Linked DNA regions of Zea mays: region 1 is linked to region 2. The links are chromatin contacts, called in public Hi-C maps. All regions are on one chromosome and are shown on one strand. Each heading gives the region's core, a stretch centred on a gene start, on an enhancer-like site or on the middle of the called end of the contact. The rest is flanking DNA. Distances are from core to core; before and after follow the strand shown. Region 1 holds the start of LOC100285743 (ubiquitin family protein). Region 2 holds the start of LOC778437 (high affinity nitrate transporter).

Region 1 (2,700 bases), core at 189-2,688, 290 kb before region 2:
TATTAGGCTGTCTCCAGCAACGTCCTCTATATTCATCCTCTATATCCGTCCTTTACAGTCTTCTCTAAAAGATTTCATCCTCTATATCTCCTTCCTCTCCAACAACGTCCTCTAAATTACGTCCTCTACACTCAAATATCTATATTAAAAATATTTTTTATTTTTATTTTTTATACATACGTATTTGTCATACTCTCAAATGTATTGTACATATTTTAGTTTTGGTAAACCGGTTATTTAAAGTATTCAAATGGATAGAGGATCGTTTAGAGAAACTCTATATATAGAGAATCCAGCAGCGTTCTCTAAATTTAGAGGATCGTTTAGAGGACGCTGCTGGAGGGCGTAGAGGACCATTCGATCCTCTATATTTAGGGTACAGAACCCTTTAGGGTCCCTTGTTGGAGCTAGTCTTAATAAGGCATACTGTATGAGCTGGCGACTATAATAAATATTTTATTATTATTTTCACATTTGTACATCGCAGCTACCAAAGTTATGACTCGGCTTCAGCATTTGGTGCTGCTACAGATACTGTGAAGTACTGTAGTTCTGACTTCTGAGGAAGATGCGGCGCTGTGACCATCAGAGTTTTTTTTTTTTTTTTGATGACCACCAGTCATCGTGTCATCGTCAGAGGAGTAAATGGAAATTTGGGAGCAGAGCTGTGCTGTGCATACTCCATTGCACGCACTGTGCTGTGCATAGGAAATGCCAAATGCAGGGATGCTGCTGTACTGGACAGTTCAGACTTGAGAGCAAGGGCGCTGCTTCCGTTCTTTATTAACTGCACTCAACGACTAGCAACCAACTACGTACTACTCTGCATTCACTGACGAGGAGGATTGGAGGGAGGGAAAAAAAACTGGACATTTCCTACGCACATTTTATTTTCTCCTACGCAAGGATGCAGTGCAGGGGAAGAAAGCTCGGTATAAAATGATGGAAAGTTCCAAGAAGGAACCATGTGAAACCAAGTTCCAAGAAACCGTACTACTAGTGCTGCTAATCCACCAGCAACCGCAAAAGAAAGCCACTCATCAAACAGAGAGAGAAAAAGAAAAAGAAACGGAGAGAAGAGTGTGCTCTGCTCACCAAAAGTGGAGGTGGCTCCGATGGACACATCATGCCAGGAGAAGCCGGTGGAAACCCTGACGGCGACCGTCTCCCGGCCGCCCCTCCCGTCCCTCTTCTGCACCAGCATCCCTCCCGGCCGCACCTCCCACTCGATCTCCCGGGCGCCTCCTCCGCCGGCCGCGGCCGCGCTGCCATTGTCACCGCCGCCGCCGGAAGCGGCCGCCTGCTGCTTATTGGACGTGGAGGAGATCCTCTTGAAGAGCCTCTTGGAGTAGCTCAGCTTGATCATGGCCGCAAAAGGCGCGGGGCTAGCGGCTGGTTCAATTCGCGTGTGTGTAGCCGATTTCAGGCTCTGTGGTGTGGACGTGTGGTGCCAAGGCTGGGGTGTTAATATATATAGGACGAGGAGGGCGACGAGGGGACTGGAGGGAGTTGCGGCACAACTGCACAAGGCTGGTCCTGGCAGGCTGGCTCTAGAACTAGAAGCGTGCGTGTGTTTAAAGTCCAGGACCGGCCGAGTCCATCGTCAAGGCAGGGCTGGCAGGCAGGCATGCAATGCAATGCAACAGAGCGTAGGGCCCCAGAATTCATTAATAAGAAAACACGGACGAGGACAAGCATGTTGCCATTACAGTACTACTGCTTCGCATTGCATGCACATGGGGAGTGTTCCTTGTCGCCGAAGATGACGAGACGAGGAGAGAGCCTCCTCGGACGATGGCGGGTGGTAGGAGGAGTTGGAGTTGGAGGCCATAGGCCAAGAGCAGGCGGAGGATGATTGATCGGGGCGTGGTCGGTTGACGGTTTGCCTTGCCATGATGGCCTGGGCCTGGCCTGGCCGCGCCGGCCACCGCTAGTTTTCTTGTTTTAGTTGTAGCTTAGGGCCCCTCTCCGGCCCCGCGCGCGATTGGTTATGGCCGTTGTTTTGAACGCAAGGAAAGAAGACGACGACGACGACGACGGGGAGGGAGGAGTGGTGTACGTTGCACAGTGCGTGCGTGTTTTGAGTAGGGCCGAAGTTAAGTGTGCGTTTCGTTTGGATCAAATTCTGGTGGCTCCGTCCGAGGGTGGTTAAGGTGGGCATGGGTGGGGGCCTCTGTGCTCACTCATTTCATTTCCAACTTGGTCCTTCCTAGCTCGCTTTGCATATTCGTATAGTAGTATGCGTTAATTAATTAATTTGCACCGCCCGCTCCAAAAGCTATAAGCTACTGACAATCCCCTGTGGGCTGTGGGATGGTAATTCATCCTGCATGCGTGTTCACTGTTCAAGAAACAGGGAAAAAAAATCTATACGAACCGTATCCAAACAGCTCCTCCCGTCCACCACTTATAGACCCACAAAAACATATTAAAATTTGCAACTTAACTCTTTAATATTTTTTCTATTTATATGGACCATCAATTAGTGAATGTGAGGGACTCTAAAAGAGATTATTTATATTCTAGATGCAAAGAATTTTTTTTCCCAACAAACAGCATGGCCGGCAGGCAAGGAAACTGCAGTACTACGATTAAAATTAGTACTGATGGCTGCTTCTATTCTATTGCCTCGGCCAGATGGTGATGATAAGTCCGAACAATCTGAGTCGGCGCAAGATGCCCAAATTAATAAAACAATCT
Region 2 (2,700 bases), core at 176-2,675:
TACTCCTTGTGGCTATAAATGTCCAAATAGAGCAGACCTAATGGGTGGACCGTTGCATGACACGACTTATCCCAAGACGAGCACAGTTCGCCCCATTGGTCATGGGGGTCCGGGCTAGTCTAGCCTGATCATCGGGTCACACTTAGGCCACAGGTGTGCCACAACGGGATAGCCCAACATGTCCCTTTTTGTCATGCATATATCTATATTATAGTTAGTATAATGTAAAAAAACAAAAGGTATGTGTGTTATGTTGGTTAGATGTGTTTAAATAACTCTTTAAAGCTAGCAACTATGGTTTAAATCATACATATACACATTTTTATTTTATTTTTATTTAAACGATATGGGCCTTCTAGGCACGTCGAGTGTGACGGGCCAGTGAGATGACACATTATAATTACTGGTCTAGCAGGCCGTACCTAGGTCTTTCTCGTGGGCCAAGACTAAGGGTTGGCCCGTTGGCTAATCTGTACGGTACCGATACTGTCCTAATTCATTTGAACACCTGTAGAAGAGGGGAATTTATAATTGAGGAGGAATGTACTCATGCGGTACACCAGGGGAATTGTTTTGTTGTGCTCAGCGATAGATTTCAACGCAACGGTGAGCCAGTTTCACTAAAAAAAGGGGGGGGGGGGGGGGGGGGGGGGGGGGAAGGCCACATCAAAGGCGAGGTGCTGACGAGCAGAAGATGCTAGCAGTGACGCCAAGTCCAGCAGCTAGCAATGAAAGGGTACTCGGGATTTAACAATGCCTAGAGACGGCATCATCCCCTCAATAATCCGGTGCTCTCTTTTTGTTTATTCACCAGTTGGCGTAGCTATATACACATGTCTGGTCTGACGAACAAATCAAGGGATCGCTAGCTCGGGCTAGCCTTCCTATCACTGTCATGACATGTGCTCTGCCTCTGCTGGTTGATAAGCCGTGCGCCTTCTCGCTAATTCTTTCTTGTGCTAGAGGCGAGTCAAACAAACGCTGCACCTCGTAGCCCTTAATCTGCGCTAAGGGTCACATGACCCTGTTCCCTATCGCTAGTTACCAACGACCCATTCCCCCTGACAGATACTTACGACGCGTCCGTACGCGGCAGGCCTCGGCAGTTCGGCATCACCAGCACCGGCGCCGGCATTCGCCCCCTGCCAGCCGGTTCGCAGATTCGCAGGGCGGAGTCGGCCGCAGTTGCCGCATCCCAAACGCCCGGGAACCTTTGGGGCCCCTCTACGAGCAAATGAAGTTGCTGCCCCTGGCTTCGTAAAGCTCTGACTTTTGATCACTTGATTGGCAGTCGTACTCCTCGCTCATAGGCCGACACGGCCGCAAAGTCAACTACCCGCTCCGCCATCCTTCAACCCCCGCCACGCGCCTATATATGTTCGCGGCCATGTCCGTACTAGTCCTCCAACCCACAAGCCACAACCCCGAGCTCAGATCCCTCGCCTCGTGTCGTGTCTCCGGTCGACGACGACCAACAGCCAGTGTGGGCCAGACGGACACCGCCGAGCTATAGCGCTTGGTGATAGCAAGGGACGACCGGCGGCCGGACCGGAGCACGTACGTACGTACCGCAGCGATGGCTCGGCAGCAAAGCGTGCAGGCCTTGTGTGTGCTGGCGGCGCTTCTCTTCGCCGCCTCCCTGCCGTCGCCGGCCGCCGCGGGGGTGCACCTCTCCTCGCTGCCCAAAGCGCTCGACGTCACCACCTCCGCCAAACCCGGCCAAGGTGCGCGCGCGTTCCGGCCCGGCTCATAGTCATAGCCAAAGGATTAGCACTTTGATTACTTGCTCGGTTAATTCATAGTCCTATTCTTCTCTATGTTTGAAACCCCCCTTTAGATTTGTTCATTCACAATCAAGGAGCTAGCTGATTAAAATACACACGATTGCCATAAAATATATGCTTCTCGCAGTCCTGCACGCCGGCGTGGACTCGCTGACGGTGACGTGGAGCCTGAACGCCACGGAGCCGGCCGGCGCCGACGCCGGGTACAAGGGCGTGAAGGTGAAGCTGTGCTACGCGCCGGCGAGCCAGAAGGACCGCGGGTGGCGCAAGTCCGAGGACGACATCAGCAAGGACAAGGCGTGCCAGTTCAAGGTCACCGAGCAGGCGTACGCGGCGGCGGCGCCCGGCAGCTTCCAGTACGCCGTCGCCCGCGACGTCCCCTCGGGCTCCTACTACCTGCGCGCCTTCGCCACGGACGCGTCGGGCGCCGAGGTGGCCTACGGCCAGACGGCGCCCACCGCCGCCTTCGACGTCGCCGGCATCACCGGCATCCACGCCTCTCTCAAGATCGCCGCCGGCGTCTTCTCGGCCTTCTCCGTCGTCGCGCTCGCCTTCTTCTTCGTCATCGAGACCCGCAAGAAGAACAAGTAGAACGAGTTGCGGCTGCGCGCCATACATGCATACATGTAAATCGTCGGCGGCGATGAGTGGCTGTCGTTGCTGATTCATTGGTGCGCGCGACTATTTTGGTGTATCATGTAAGTTACTTTTCTGCAGTGTGTGCGTCAAAATTACCAAATAATAACTTAAGTTTCTCTGCTGATCCGGTTTTCGATTACGAATGGAGGGGCTCAAAATATATATAGTCTGCTCGAAAGTGGATTATATTGCCCACTTATTACAAATTTATTTATTTCTAGTTTATTTTGCAGTAATCATTGAAAAGGCCAGCCCAGCGTCTCTCTTCGATTTAAGT

The links. Hi-C and Micro-C count contacts between places; a contact is called where the count stands out from the background.
Region 1: a Hi-C map of leaf shows a contact between it and region 2, with 7 times the contacts expected there. The contact joins the promoter of LOC100285743 here to the promoter of LOC778437 in region 2. A contact is called at or near these places in 2 of 25 Hi-C or Micro-C datasets (leaf and tassel).

What each region holds. Positions count from the first base shown.
Region 1 is chr5:184,726,405-184,729,104 of Zm-B73-REFERENCE-NAM-5.0, reverse strand. It overlaps LOC100285743 (ubiquitin family protein), which reads right to left and starts at 1,438. Exons shown (of 2, transcript NM_001158634.2): 1 at 1,096-1,438. The coding sequence starts at 1,366.
Region 2 is chr5:184,432,623-184,435,322 of Zm-B73-REFERENCE-NAM-5.0, reverse strand. LOC778437 (high affinity nitrate transporter) reads left to right here and starts at 1,425. Exons shown (of 2, transcript NM_001112459.2): 1 at 1,425-1,724; 2 at 1,912-2,542. The coding sequence starts at 1,577. The coding sequence ends at 2,375.